Linked DNA regions of Mus musculus: all the other regions are linked to region 2. Evidence: chromatin contacts called from public Hi-C and HiChIP or PLAC-seq data. All regions are on one chromosome and are shown on one strand. Each heading gives the region's core, a stretch centred on a gene start, on an enhancer-like site or on the middle of the called end of the contact. The rest is flanking DNA. Distances are from core to core; before and after follow the strand shown. Region 1 has its middle 110 kb from the start of Gm20742. Region 2 has its middle 27 kb from the start of Gm41608. Region 3 has its middle 120 kb from the start of Mtcl1.

Region 1 (3,944 bases), core at 637-3,136, 180 kb before region 2:
GAGATCACTTTTAAGGAGCCAGACGGAAAGGCAGTGTATCAGAACTAAAAGCAGCCCAGAGCCCAGCACATATAAACCCACCTCCCACCACCTGTGATTCAACCACAGGAAATCCATCACCTTTCTGGGTTGTGAAGCAATGATAATGAAGCCATTTTCTGGGCTTCTTTGAGGAGTGCTTGGAAAATGGCATTTCAAAGAGTGCAAAATGAGCTGAGCTTGGTGAGGTAGCCCTCTAACTCCAAATGCTCACTCTGAAGGCCGGTATGGAAGGATCACAACTCTGAGGCCAGCCTGTCTTAAAATCAAAGGAAGAGAAGCATAGAGAGGAGGCTGGGAGTATGGCTCCTACCCAGGTGTGTGTGTGTGTGTGTGTGCGCGCGCACACACACACACACTTATGCACACACACACACACAGGACCTGGCACTAACTCACTCCCCTTTTTCTTCCCTGAAGAAGGTAAGAATTCATTCACTGCAGGTAGCCCCGGGGCCACGTACTTGGTACTGAGACCCTCAGATCTTGGTTTACAGTTTCTGAGTAATAATTTAGCATTTACATGGTCTGGTCCTCCTTCGGTCCCCTACTTCCAAGGGTGCACCCCTTCCAACAAGACCACACCCCCTCAACAAGGCCACACCTCCGGCCATAAGGCCACACTTTCTCCCACAAGGCTACAAGTTCATAATCCTTCCTTCACAACCCACCAAGTGGGAATCAAACATTCAAATATGTGACCTACATTCAAACAACCACACAGCCCAAGCTGCCCTCTCAACTAAGGTGTAGTGGTTTGAAGGAGCATGTCTCCCATGGGCTCACATGTTTGGATGCTTGGTCCCCATTGAGTAAAACTGTTCAAGAGGGATTAGGAGATGTGGTCTTGCTGGAGGAGGTGTATCACTGGGGTGGGCTTGAGGTTCAAAAAAAAAATCCCATGCTATTTCTTAGTTTGCTCTGCCTCCTACCTATGGTTCCTGACGTGAGCTGTCAGCTACTGCTTCGGTTCCTTGCTTGCTCGCCTGCTGTCATGTTCCCTGCTATGAGGGTCATAAACTCTAATGCTCTGAAACTATATTCCCTAACTAAATTCTTTCCTCTGTTAAGTTGCCTTGGTCTGGTATCTTTTCGTAGCCATAGAAAAGTAACTTAGACGTCAGGGACGTTCCCAATTTTCCTGAGTGCAGGGCTTTGAAGTCTTCAGCAGCTGCCAGCACAGAAACTCTGCTGAGTGACAGAGTCTCAACAGAAGAGTGTATTATGTATAACTTTACATATAGAAAGTTCAAGAAGCTGGGCATGGTGGTGCATGCCTTTAATCCCAACACTTGGGAGGCAGAGGCAGGCGTATTTCTGAGTTCGAGGCCAGCCTGGTCTACAAAGTGAGTTCCAGGACAGCCAGGGCGAAACCCTGTCTCAAAAAACCAAATAAATAAATAAATAAATTTTAAAAAAGAAAGAAAAAGAAAGTTCAAGAAAAGACAAAACCAGTCTTCAGCGGTAGAAACCAGAACAGTAGTTGTCTACTAAAGAGGCAAGCTGATTAGCAGGAGAAGATAGTCCAGTGTGCAGCAGAAGACAAGAAAACTTGGTAAATAAATGAAGAAGAAGGAGAAGCAGCCTGTGCCAGGTCATCCTGATTTTACTGGTAAGCAACTGAGGGATATTTAAGGACCTGGAGAAAGACTAGAAGGTGGTGGGTGCTTAGCCTATTTGGGGAGTGTGAGCTTTTTTGTTTCAGATAGGTTCCACACAGATCTCTGACTGGCTATTCGTGTTGGGATCACATGGACTGCCCTGCCAAGCCCAGGTAGTATTTTGTTTTTATTGGGGGCAGGGGTGTTTCACAGCTGTCACCTGGCACCGGAAGAGTGACTCTTTGAAAAGCCCTGGTATCCTCTGGGAGTTGGTCAGAAAGGTGGGGTTGGAATCTGCTAGGTTTCCGGGCCATTCTTAGGCACATCAAAGCTAAAAAAAAAAAAAAAAAAAAAAAAGTCAGCTCAAAAGCAAGCTGGGGGTCCTGCTTGTGGGCGGGGCTTCTGAATCAGTCCTTTGCAGTAACACCCCACCCCCAGCAACTCAGATAGGATGTGTGCATAATGGGTCTTTGTGGTGCTGTTGGACCTCCCTGGAAAGACCGGAAGCCATAAAAGAAAGTGAGAAAGAAGGAATGAGAGGAACCCTCACTGCCTGAGCACTATTGCTTTCCTACTTCCCATTAGCAACTCCCTCGGAAGGCCTCTGTGGGCTGGTAATGGCAGAATCTATACTCCTGTGCTACAGTAAGAGAGTAGAGGCCAAGATCTTTCCCTATGAATAATTGATCATCCCCGCCATTAGAGCTGGAAGACTTGTCAACACGACTGAATCCTTTAGAATGTTGTAATCCGCTCTGTCCTTTCATGGCTTTATGGGGTGAGGGCTAAAATCTCCTTTAGCCTGAAGGGACTGTGAACTCTGCCGCTCAGGGTCTCCATGTGGCTAGCCTTGCCAATGACACAAAGCAAGGTACATGGAGAACGTGGACTACTTGCTCTATCCCTGGCCCAGCGTCGTTGGGAGTCTTATATCACCTTCCCCAAAAGGGATGGAGAAGCCGAGCATGATGGGAGCCCCTGGAATCCCAGCACTGAAGCAGGAACCAAGAGATTGAAGAGACAAAAGCCGGAGAATCACGAGGTAAAGGCCCACAGGAGATCCTACCTTAGAGCAACAACAATAAGCCAAGACCAACAGTGATGAAGAACTGGAATCAGCTAGCAAGAATGACATAGGAGTGGACCAGAGAACCAAGTGGGGGGACCTGTAGCTCTTGGCTCCCCTGCTTCACTCTCCTGATGCTGAAATTACAGGCGTACACCATCCCACCTGGCCACATTTAGTTATTGGGAGATGCTTATATTTTTTAATTTTTATTTTCTGGAGGTAAAATTTGAAGTCAACAAAATGCTCAAATCCTTAAGAATGTGTTTTGTTGAGTTTTTATGACTGCCTATATCCACATGGTTCAAACCTGTATCAGACTAGTGAATATTACTTTGCAGCCAGGCGATGGTAGCACAGGAGGCAGAGGCAGGAGGATCTACATGAGTTCAAGACCAGCCTGGTCTACAGAGCGAGTTCCTGGACAGCCAGAGATATGCAGAGAAAACCCTGTCTTGAAACACACACACACACACACACACACACACTCACACACACACACACACACACACATACACACACAGATACACATTGTATATATGGGTATATACTATGTATACATATTATACTATAAATATACACACATACATATATACACATTGTATAATACTATATATATATTCCCTTATACCCTGTCTTAGTCAGGGTCTCTATTCCTGCACAAACATCATGACCAAGAAGCAAGTTGGGGAGGAAAGGGTTTATTTGGCTTACACTTCCATGCTGCTGTTCATCACCAAAGGAAGTCAGGACTGGAACTCAGGCAGGTCAGGAAGCAGGAGCTGATGCAGAGGCCATGGAGGGATGTTCTTTACTGGCTTGCCTCACCTGGCTTGCTCAGCCTGCTCTCTTATAGAACCCAAGACTACCAGCCCAGAGATGGTCCCACCCACAAGAGGCCTTTCCCCCTTGATCACTAATTGAGAAAATGCCTTACAGTTGGATCTCATGGAGGCATTTCCTCAAATGAAGCTCCTTTCTCTATGATAACTCCAGCTGTGTCAAGTTGACACAAAACTAGCCAGTACAATTGACCCCTTGTCAACTTGACACACAAAAACATCACTAGTAAGCCTCAATCCTTACAATCTTATTCATCCCCAAGATCTAAATAACTTTAAAAGTCCAACAGTCTTTACATATTCTTAAATTTTCAATCTCTTTAAAATATCCATCTCTTTTAAAATCCAAAGTCTTTTTACAATTAAAAGTCTCTTAACTGTGGGCTCCACTAAAAC
Region 2 (4,172 bases), core at 1,389-3,888:
CAGACACACCAGAAGAGGACATTCGATCTCATTACAGATGGTTGTGAGCCACCATGTGGTTGCTGGGATTTGAACTCAGGACCTTCAGAAGAGCAGTCAGTGCTCTTACCCATTGAGCCATCTCACCAGCCCGATGATGATCTGTAGGTTGCTTGAAGTGTCTATAACGGAGTTACATTCAATTTGGCCTTTGTATACTCTCTTGATTTCTCTTTTCTCTTGCCTCAAAAATGCCTTTTCTATTTGTTCGAGTTTGAATCTGGTCAATATTTTTAGGATTTTCACACAATAGAGGTCACTTTTGAAAAAAATTGTATTGTGTGTTTTGCCTACATATATGTCCGCTTACCACATGTTACCTGGTGCCTTCGGAGGCCAGACAAGTGCTAGGATCCGTAGGTTGAGAATTACAGATGGGTGTGATCCACTGTGTGGGCACTGAACCTGGTTCCTCTGGAAAACCCAGCTAGTGCTCTTAACCACTGAGCCATCTTTCCAGCCCAGAGGTCCCTTTTGTTTGTTTGCTTGAGACAGGGTGTCAGGCATATCAGACTGGCTTTGAACATGGTGTATAGCAGGGGCATGGCCTTGTACTTCTAATTCTTCTGCTTTATTCTGGCGTGGCACTGTTCCCCATTTCCAGCTTGTAGCTGTTTTGGGTTAATTTCCTACTGCTGTGACAAAACACCATGACCAGAAGAAAGAATAAAAAAAGCTGTGTGGTGGTAGCACATGCCTTTAATGCCAACAGGAGGTGTGTGTGTGTGTGTGTGTGTGTGTGTGTGTGTGTCTGTCTGTCTGTCTGTCTGTCTGTCTGTCTGTCTGAGTTTGAGACCAGCCTGGTCTCATACATGTCCTGAATCAAGTCCCAAGACAGGCAGTGCTACACAGAGAAACTCTACCCTGAAAAAAAACCCAGAGTTAGCCGGGCGTGGTGGCGCACACCTTTAATCCCAGCACTCGGGAGGCAGAGGCAGGCGGATTTCTGAGTTTGAGGCCAGCCTGGTCTACACAGTGAGTTCCAGGATAGCCAGGGCTATACAGAGAAACCCTGTCTCTAAGAAAACAAAAACAAAAACAAAAACACAGAGTTGCCTTTCTTGCAGAAGCAATGCTCCAGAGTCCTGTTCACACCATGGGATGCTTGGTGGCCATTTCAAGGTGAAATGGCTTACCTCCTGAATTTGGAATTTTTTTTCAAATTTCCTTTCCCATTTTATAAAGAGAAAATAGCTACTTACAGGAGGAAAATGAAGGGTTAAAATATTTTATAATGAAGTATTTTCTCAATCAAATAAAATGGGGTCAACTACCAACTTGAATGTTTCACATCTTATCTTACGTTGCTTGAGAGACTTGTACCACTCCCATTTCTCATTTATAAGTGCAAAAACCTCACTCTTTTCTCCACATTATTCAAGCTGAGAAGTCTATCACTACTAGCACTTGCCACATTTACAAACGTAAACCACCCAAAGATGAAGATCAATTTAGCTGATGAAAACTTAGAGCAGGATACTTTGGCTCACACAGAACCAGTGTGTGCACGGTAATCTTTTTCCTACGGTGGATTACAGAGGCCACATGTCATCATCTATCTGCAGACTAGAAATAGACTGTTTCATTGCATTCTACCCAGAGAGCGGGTGTCGCTGGCAGGCCCTCAAAGTAGCTAAGAGTGAGTCTAGCTCTTGCAGAAGACCTAAGGGAGGACCCTAGCCCATCACATGAGGTGACTCCCAATCACTTATGACTCCAGTGTCAGGACATCTGCCACCCTCCGGTCTGCACAGGCACCTTCATGAAATGGTACACATAAAATTCACACAGATGCATGCACATACACGTTAGTAAAAATACATAAATCTTTTAAAACATGACTGTGTTTAAAAAAAAAAATCGTGTGATACATACATGCCCATGCACAATTATTGTTTGTCAATTAAAAGAAGAGACGGGTATGGTGGTATGCGTGTATGCCTGTCTGTTTGAGTATGTCTGTGTATGTGAGTACAGGTGCCAATCAGAGGCCAGAAGGGTCAGATCCTTTGGAGATGGAGTTATATCGGTGGTTGTGAGCTGCCTGACATGGGTGCTGGGGACTGAGTCAGGCTCTCTGTAGGGCAATCGCTTCCCTTAACCGCCGTGCCCTTTCCAGCCTCTAGTGATTATCAATGAAAGCCCTTTGGAGACCAGCAGGCTCTGGAAAAAGCTTTCCCTGATATCCCTTAACCTGCCTCAATATTGGACCATCAAAAAAGGAAAACCATTGCATTCGTCTCCTTTCTGAGGCTTGGCGGAACTGACGCCCAGCCGGCTCTGTTCCAAGCTGTCCTCTGGACTCATTCTCTCCTCCTCCGTATCGCTTGTACCCCCCTGTCCCCTCTAAAACAGTGTATAGAGACCTCAGGCCTCAGCGCTCCTGGTACCACCGACCTCCTTCCCTCACAAAGACAAGAGGGCAGGGAAGCGTGGATCAGCTCTCCAAACCACACTCCTAGAGGACAGGTGACAGAGGGAGAGCATGACAGACAGTGGAGAAAGGAGGAAAGCAAGACTAGCGTGCCTCAGCCCACGCATGCTCCGAGGAGCTGTGCTCGCCCGCTTAGGCAGCCTCAGCGCACGCATGCTCCGAGGAGCTGTACGAACCCACCAGGCTGCATGTAGGTTGTGGGCCAAGACTGTATGAGAGTCTCTGAAGGGAGTTTCCATTCTGCTGGTTAGAAGCCATGGATCCTAGATAAGTCACTTTCCCTCTATCTTGGAGTCCCTGGTTCAGACATCAGGTGACCAAAATCCGCTTGTTTCGCAAGCTCCTTTGAGAATAAATTCATCCAAAACGGGGAGTTGTGACAGAAGCCTGTAAATTCAGCACTTGGAAGCGGGGGTGGGGGGTTAGGAGGGTGGGGGAAGATAGGCCGTTCAAGGTCATCCTTAACCAAGAAGTGGGGGAAGAAACAGAAAGGAAGACAGAATAGGCAGCTATTGATATGGAAATCCAGTACGGCACACAGCACCCTTTGCCACAGCCTCCACCTCCGACCCTGCGCTTTGCATACAGCTGGAGCCTTCCCTCTGAAGTCACTGAGCCTACGGGTGTCTAGAGGGACAAAGAAAGGCGCGGCTGTTGCGGGAGCTGTAGAATAAAGGTTTAGCCCGGACCCCTATTGTCCTGCCTTCTTACTCTTGTTTTCACATTTCAATTAGCAAAGCTGAACTGGGAGGCCAACTCTTTGTTTTCGTCGTAGCCTAACTCAAATTCAACGCTAACCTGAAGAATCTGTGGTACGGCGATAAAAATAAAGTGGTCAAATCGGAGGTTGTCAGTCACAAACCAAAAGGGCCTACGCAAAGTCATAATCCTAAGGAGGGCATTTTAGGATGACTTTCAAAACAAAGTTAGCCTCTTTTTTGGGAGGGGGTTGTGTGTGTGTCTGGGCGGGTTCTTCTCGGCTTAAACAGGCTCCTCCTGGGCAGAAGTTACTGTGGCTTGGAGAGCCCAGTATTGCCTATCTGATGGGTCCCAGGGCCTCCCCGCCCTGGTTCAACGTGATCCGATTAGCTGGCAGTCTCCGGAGGTCAGGAGCCCAGCTGCAAGTGCAAATTGGTCTTGGGAAAGGGTGTGGCTTCCAGTCTCTGCTAGTCTCCCCCACATCAGCAGGGCTGCTTTCCTTGGTAAAATTCAGGAGGACTGGAGGAGGAGAGAATTTTTATCGAGTCCTTAGCATTGAGGCGACCCTGTGCACTGGTACAGGCTGACCTCCCCTCATCAGCGCAGATGGCCTGCAGCCAGTGTGACCAGCCCCCAGCCTCCCGTTCCCTCATAGATTGCTCAGTGCCACTGATCCACCCGCGACTGTCGCTGTTTATGATTTAATTTATACTAATAGGTTAAAGCGTAGCTGTGACATTTGTCATTTTGTATGGGAGCAACATGCTTCTGTAAGGCAATTAACGCTAAATGCTCACTACAGTACGGTAGTGACGCTTGTCTGTGTGAATTGTTATTGAAGTACGCCAAGGCAGATTTCCCAAACAGTAAGCGTACACTGCCGATTTAAATTGATCCTTGTACCCACAAAGTCACATTACTGCACACGGAATTTCCTTTCTTGCTTGCTTCCCTCCTTGGCAGACACAATTGATCACCAGTCACCATCCATTCAGACACT
Region 3 (3,765 bases), core at 296-2,795, 150 kb before region 2:
AGAGTAGAGGCCCAATCCATTCAAGTCCACAGTTCTGGTGACATCTTTAAACATATTAACCTTGCTTTTGGCTTCTGTAGTTCTGTTTCTGGCTAACTGTTCTTGCTAACTGAGGAATGTCAACCCAGGAAGTGAGTTTTGTGCTTAAAAGCTCACCCTGAGAAAGGCTCTGAACAGGACTTGCATCCCAAACACCCAGTGTAGTTACTGTCCACAAAATAAGGATTATCTATTAGTTTAATCCAATGTCTGAGTGGTTTTCTCTGGTGGATGCTTCACAATAAAACCACTGCAGATCCTGGCTGAGTTTGTCTTCATGGTCCACCACAGTACTGGGTCACAGCTTGAGGCCATGTCAACAGAGCTTGCAACACGGGTACTAGCATCTTCAAATTCTATCACACACACACACACACACACACACACACACACACCTAAGTAAGAGTGGATTCTATAGCAAATGACAAGCTGCACGGTTTAGGGGTTGGTGATGAAGCCGAAAGCTACATAGGAATCAGAACTTGCTTTCTTCTGATTTCTGTCACGTGTCTAGCCCACAGCATACCACCCAGAACAGGGTAGAGCTAAAGTACTTGATGAGTGGTTGTATAACAGGGCTACTACAGGCTCTGGGGTGGACTTCTTCTCTTTAAGATGGAAGGAGGTATCAGGTCCTAGGGACTCCAGCCATGAACCCTGGCATGCTACCATTTAGGCAACATCACATGAACAGGATGACAGAGAATCACCGCCTAGACCCAAATTGTCACCACTGAGCCCCCAGAGTTTTCACCTGCATCCCTGGCTCCCCTTTCCCAGTCTACAGTAACCACCATTTCTGCATAGCTCAGCATCTGAGGGTCCATGTGAGAGCAAGGTCATGTGCTTTTTGTCTTCCAGTGCCTCTCTAACTCTGTGAGGATTCCCGGGTTAGTCCACATTGTCAAACGGGATGGGATAGCCTGTTTTACATCTTCCTTACATTGCAATGTACTACCCCACCCTCTCACCCCACCCCGGTGCTACCAGAAACATCACATATAAGAACACTGGGTACACCTAAAGTTTCGGGAGGGTCTGTTGAATTTGTGAGAGCTCTGTTTGGTGGGCAGACTAACTCCCCCTTTGCCTTAAGGGCTCAGGGTACAGAGTGCCTGCAGAGACATGGTTCATCAGTTCATAATTCCCGTGTGGATGGCAAAGTACCTCACCCTCCTTTCACTGTCTGTGACACAGCATTATGCCGGTGGAGGCTGGAAATAGAAACCAGCCTCTACAGGCCAGGGTGCCTGCTGGGACTGCCACCTGCCCTGACGTGCACCCAGCAATTCCTCCCAGATCTCTCACTGAAGCCAAGGTAGGGGTTCTGACGCACATGCCTCCGGGCTGCAGCTTATCTCCCAGCTAATGCGGGATTTAAACCCCGTTTTGCCTTCGATGAGATGCCAGTGTGATGGATAATCATCTGCCGGCTGCTGGGAAGAGTGACATCCGCATCTGTGTTGCTAGGCAACAAGATGCTCCCCTTCCTGTGCATCACTGGGTGGCTCTGAGCATCACTGACTTCCCTGTCAGCAGCATCCCACATCTGATGCTGTGCTCAGGAGCCTCCAGCTAGCTGCCGTGCCTTGACCAACAGGGATGCACTTGGCTGCCTGTCTGATCTCATGGACAAGAGTTAACATGGATTGAATCTTGAAACTGGTCCTTGGATACTTTATGGGCCACTGATGTCCTTGTTACAGGGAACTGAATTTCATTTCTAAAACGATCTGCTTGGTTCTGACTCCTCCCCTAAGTGGGTCAGGGTAATTTTAGACAAGATCTTTAGAGGCTCTAAGAATTCAATTCGATTTGGAATTGACTTTTAAGGACATAGTGTTCTCACGGGAAGATGCCCCCAACATGTTATTTTGAGCTCTTGAGTTAACTAGCTGTGCTCTGGGACTGTCCTCCTTCAGGTTCTCAGCAGTGCCAGTAAGTGGAAGCAGCCCCTTCCATGGCCAGTAGATCGGAAACATTTCCTGGACAGAAATCCAATCGCTCTGTGTCCTCTGAGAACTCTGGTGGGAGGCGTACCAACTCTGCAAGCTCATCCATCCCTGACCCCTGCAGGACAGACTCTGCCTCAGCAAGGCTGCGGGGGCCCCAGAATTCCTATATGGAATTCAGGGATTTGTTCTAATTTAAGAGGGATTAGGAAAGTCCTGGAGATGGAGGTCTCACTTTACCTAGCAACCAAATGCAGGAGAGATGGGATGACAGCCACCTACATGGGGACCACCTACCAAACCCAGTGGTTTTTCCCTTGCCCAAAGTCAGGGTCTCAACTGTCTCACCAGGTTCCTGGGTGACAGACTGACGGCCCACTGCTAGTGGTGAATACATGTTTTAAGTAAACAATGGGAAGCTATGGTTCTGCTGAAGGTGCAGGGCACCCTGGCCCTAAGGATACACACTCCGTTTTATGCTGAGTCAGAGAGACAACCTTTAAGGCATATGCTGCAGTTGGGGGTCTGATGGTCCCTCCAAAGCCCCTGTGATGCAGACCTCCTGGCCAGCAGGTGGCACTAGTGAGAGATGGTGGGAGCTTGGGCAGGTGGGAGGAAGTTAGGTCACTGGGGCTGAACAGGTCCAGTGAGTTACTGGACCTTATTCCTTCCTTCCAGCCATAATGCAGGCAAAGCTCTCCTGTGCACTCTGGCCATGATGTGTTGTTCCACGACCAGTGCTAAGCGACGGGCAAGCATGGACTAGAGAGTCTCTGAAATCAGGAGTCTAATCAATATTTCCTCTGTGTCACTGACTGTCTTGGGTGTTTTCATCTGGGACAGAAAGCTGGTGGTGTGGAAGTGCCTTGGGCAATTACCTCTCCATAACCATTCGGCAGGTGTAAACACTGAGTTTGTGCAACCTTCTCCACTAAGAGTGCTCTAAGGTTTAACAGGCTATGATCCCTTGAGAAATGGCTCCCATGGCAATTAAAGAAACAAGCATCATTAGCTATTGTTTTTCTGGGAAATAAAGAAAGGGGATTTTAGTCAAAGAGGTCATTTGTGGCCCTTTTGCAACCCTGAGAGAGATGAAGTGAAGTCAATGAAATTCAAGGCAGGTCTTAAGTCTATGCAGCTGTAGAGGAACCAGAAAGTCCTCAGATTCACACAGTAGCTTCAATGTGTCTCTTAGTGGGGCCAGTTCAACTGCTAGGGACAGTGTGCACTGGTTGTCCCTTCTTGGAGGAGGGAGGGTTAGTTTGCTAGAGCCAGAAACATCTCAGTGGTTAGTATAAACTCAGTGTGACTTCTGGCTCTGCCCATTATAACTGAATGTGGTGGCTGGTTTTACATCCACTTGACAAAAGTTAGAGTCAGTAGAGAGGACGGAGCCTCAGTAGAGGCAATGTCTCTGTAAGATCAGGATGCAGGCTAGCCTATAGAATATTTTCTTAATGTCGGAGGGCCCAGCTCACTGTGGGTGGTGCCATCCCTGGGCTGGTGGTCTTGGGTTCTATAAGAAAGCAGGCTGAGCAAGCCAGGAGGAGCAAACAAGTAAGCAGCATCCCTCCATGTCTTCTGTGTCAGTTCCTGCCTTCAGGTTCCTTTCCCGACTTCCTTTAATAATGGATTACAATGTGGAAGTGTAAGCCAAATAACAACCCCCCGCCCCCACCCTGTCCAGGTTGCCTTGGTTGTCAAGGTGATTGAGGGCTGGTTAAGAGCACTTTCTGCTCTTCCTGAGGACCCAGGTTCATTTCCCAATACCTAC

Evidence for each region. Hi-C and Micro-C count contacts between places; a contact is called where the count stands out from the background. HiChIP or PLAC-seq counts read pairs in DNA pulled down with a chosen protein or histone mark.
Region 1: a contact with region 2 is called in an H3K27ac HiChIP or PLAC-seq map of embryonic stem cells, with 11 read pairs. The contact joins two enhancer-like sites. A contact is called at or near these places in 1 of 39 promoter capture datasets (embryonic stem cells), 2 of 484 Hi-C or Micro-C datasets (both in embryonic stem cells), 10 of 115 datasets of contacts at active chromatin or transcription factors (embryonic basal ganglia, embryonic stem cells, epiblast stem cells and 1 more) and 1 of 9 other capture datasets (embryonic stem cells).
Region 3: a Hi-C map of the N1E-115 cell line shows a contact between it and region 2, with 1.8 times the contacts expected there. The contact joins two enhancer-like sites. A contact is called at or near these places in 3 of 39 promoter capture datasets (embryonic stem cells and stem cell-derived epiblast-like cells), 22 of 484 Hi-C or Micro-C datasets (the N1E-115 cell line, cerebral cortex, cortical neurons and 3 more), 15 of 115 datasets of contacts at active chromatin or transcription factors (embryonic stem cells, epiblast stem cells, oligodendrocyte precursor cells and 2 more) and 1 of 9 other capture datasets (embryonic stem cells).

What each region holds. Positions count from the first base shown.
Region 1 is chr17:66,299,480-66,303,423 of GRCm38.p6, forward strand. No RefSeq gene overlaps it. Among named protein-coding and RNA genes, the nearest start is that of Gm20742, 110 kb to the left of the region's middle. Within about 2 kb of position 1,887, at least 10 of the 459 cell types and tissues checked have an H3K27ac peak or open chromatin away from gene starts, as enhancers often do. A contact at or near this core is called in embryonic stem cells, where this site is marked.
Region 2 is chr17:66,476,868-66,481,039 of GRCm38.p6, forward strand. No RefSeq gene overlaps it. Among named protein-coding and RNA genes, the nearest start is that of Gm41608, 27 kb to the right of the region's middle. RefSeq lists an enhancer at 1,529-4,172. Within about 2 kb of position 2,639, at least 124 of the 459 cell types and tissues checked have an H3K27ac peak or open chromatin away from gene starts, as enhancers often do. A contact at or near this core is called in the N1E-115 cell line, cerebral cortex, cortical neurons and 1 more, where this site is marked.
Region 3 is chr17:66,324,281-66,328,045 of GRCm38.p6, forward strand. No RefSeq gene overlaps it. Among named protein-coding and RNA genes, the nearest start is that of Mtcl1, 120 kb to the right of the region's middle. Within about 2 kb of position 1,546, at least 58 of the 459 cell types and tissues checked have an H3K27ac peak or open chromatin away from gene starts, as enhancers often do. A contact at or near this core is called in the N1E-115 cell line, cerebral cortex and cortical neurons, where this site is marked.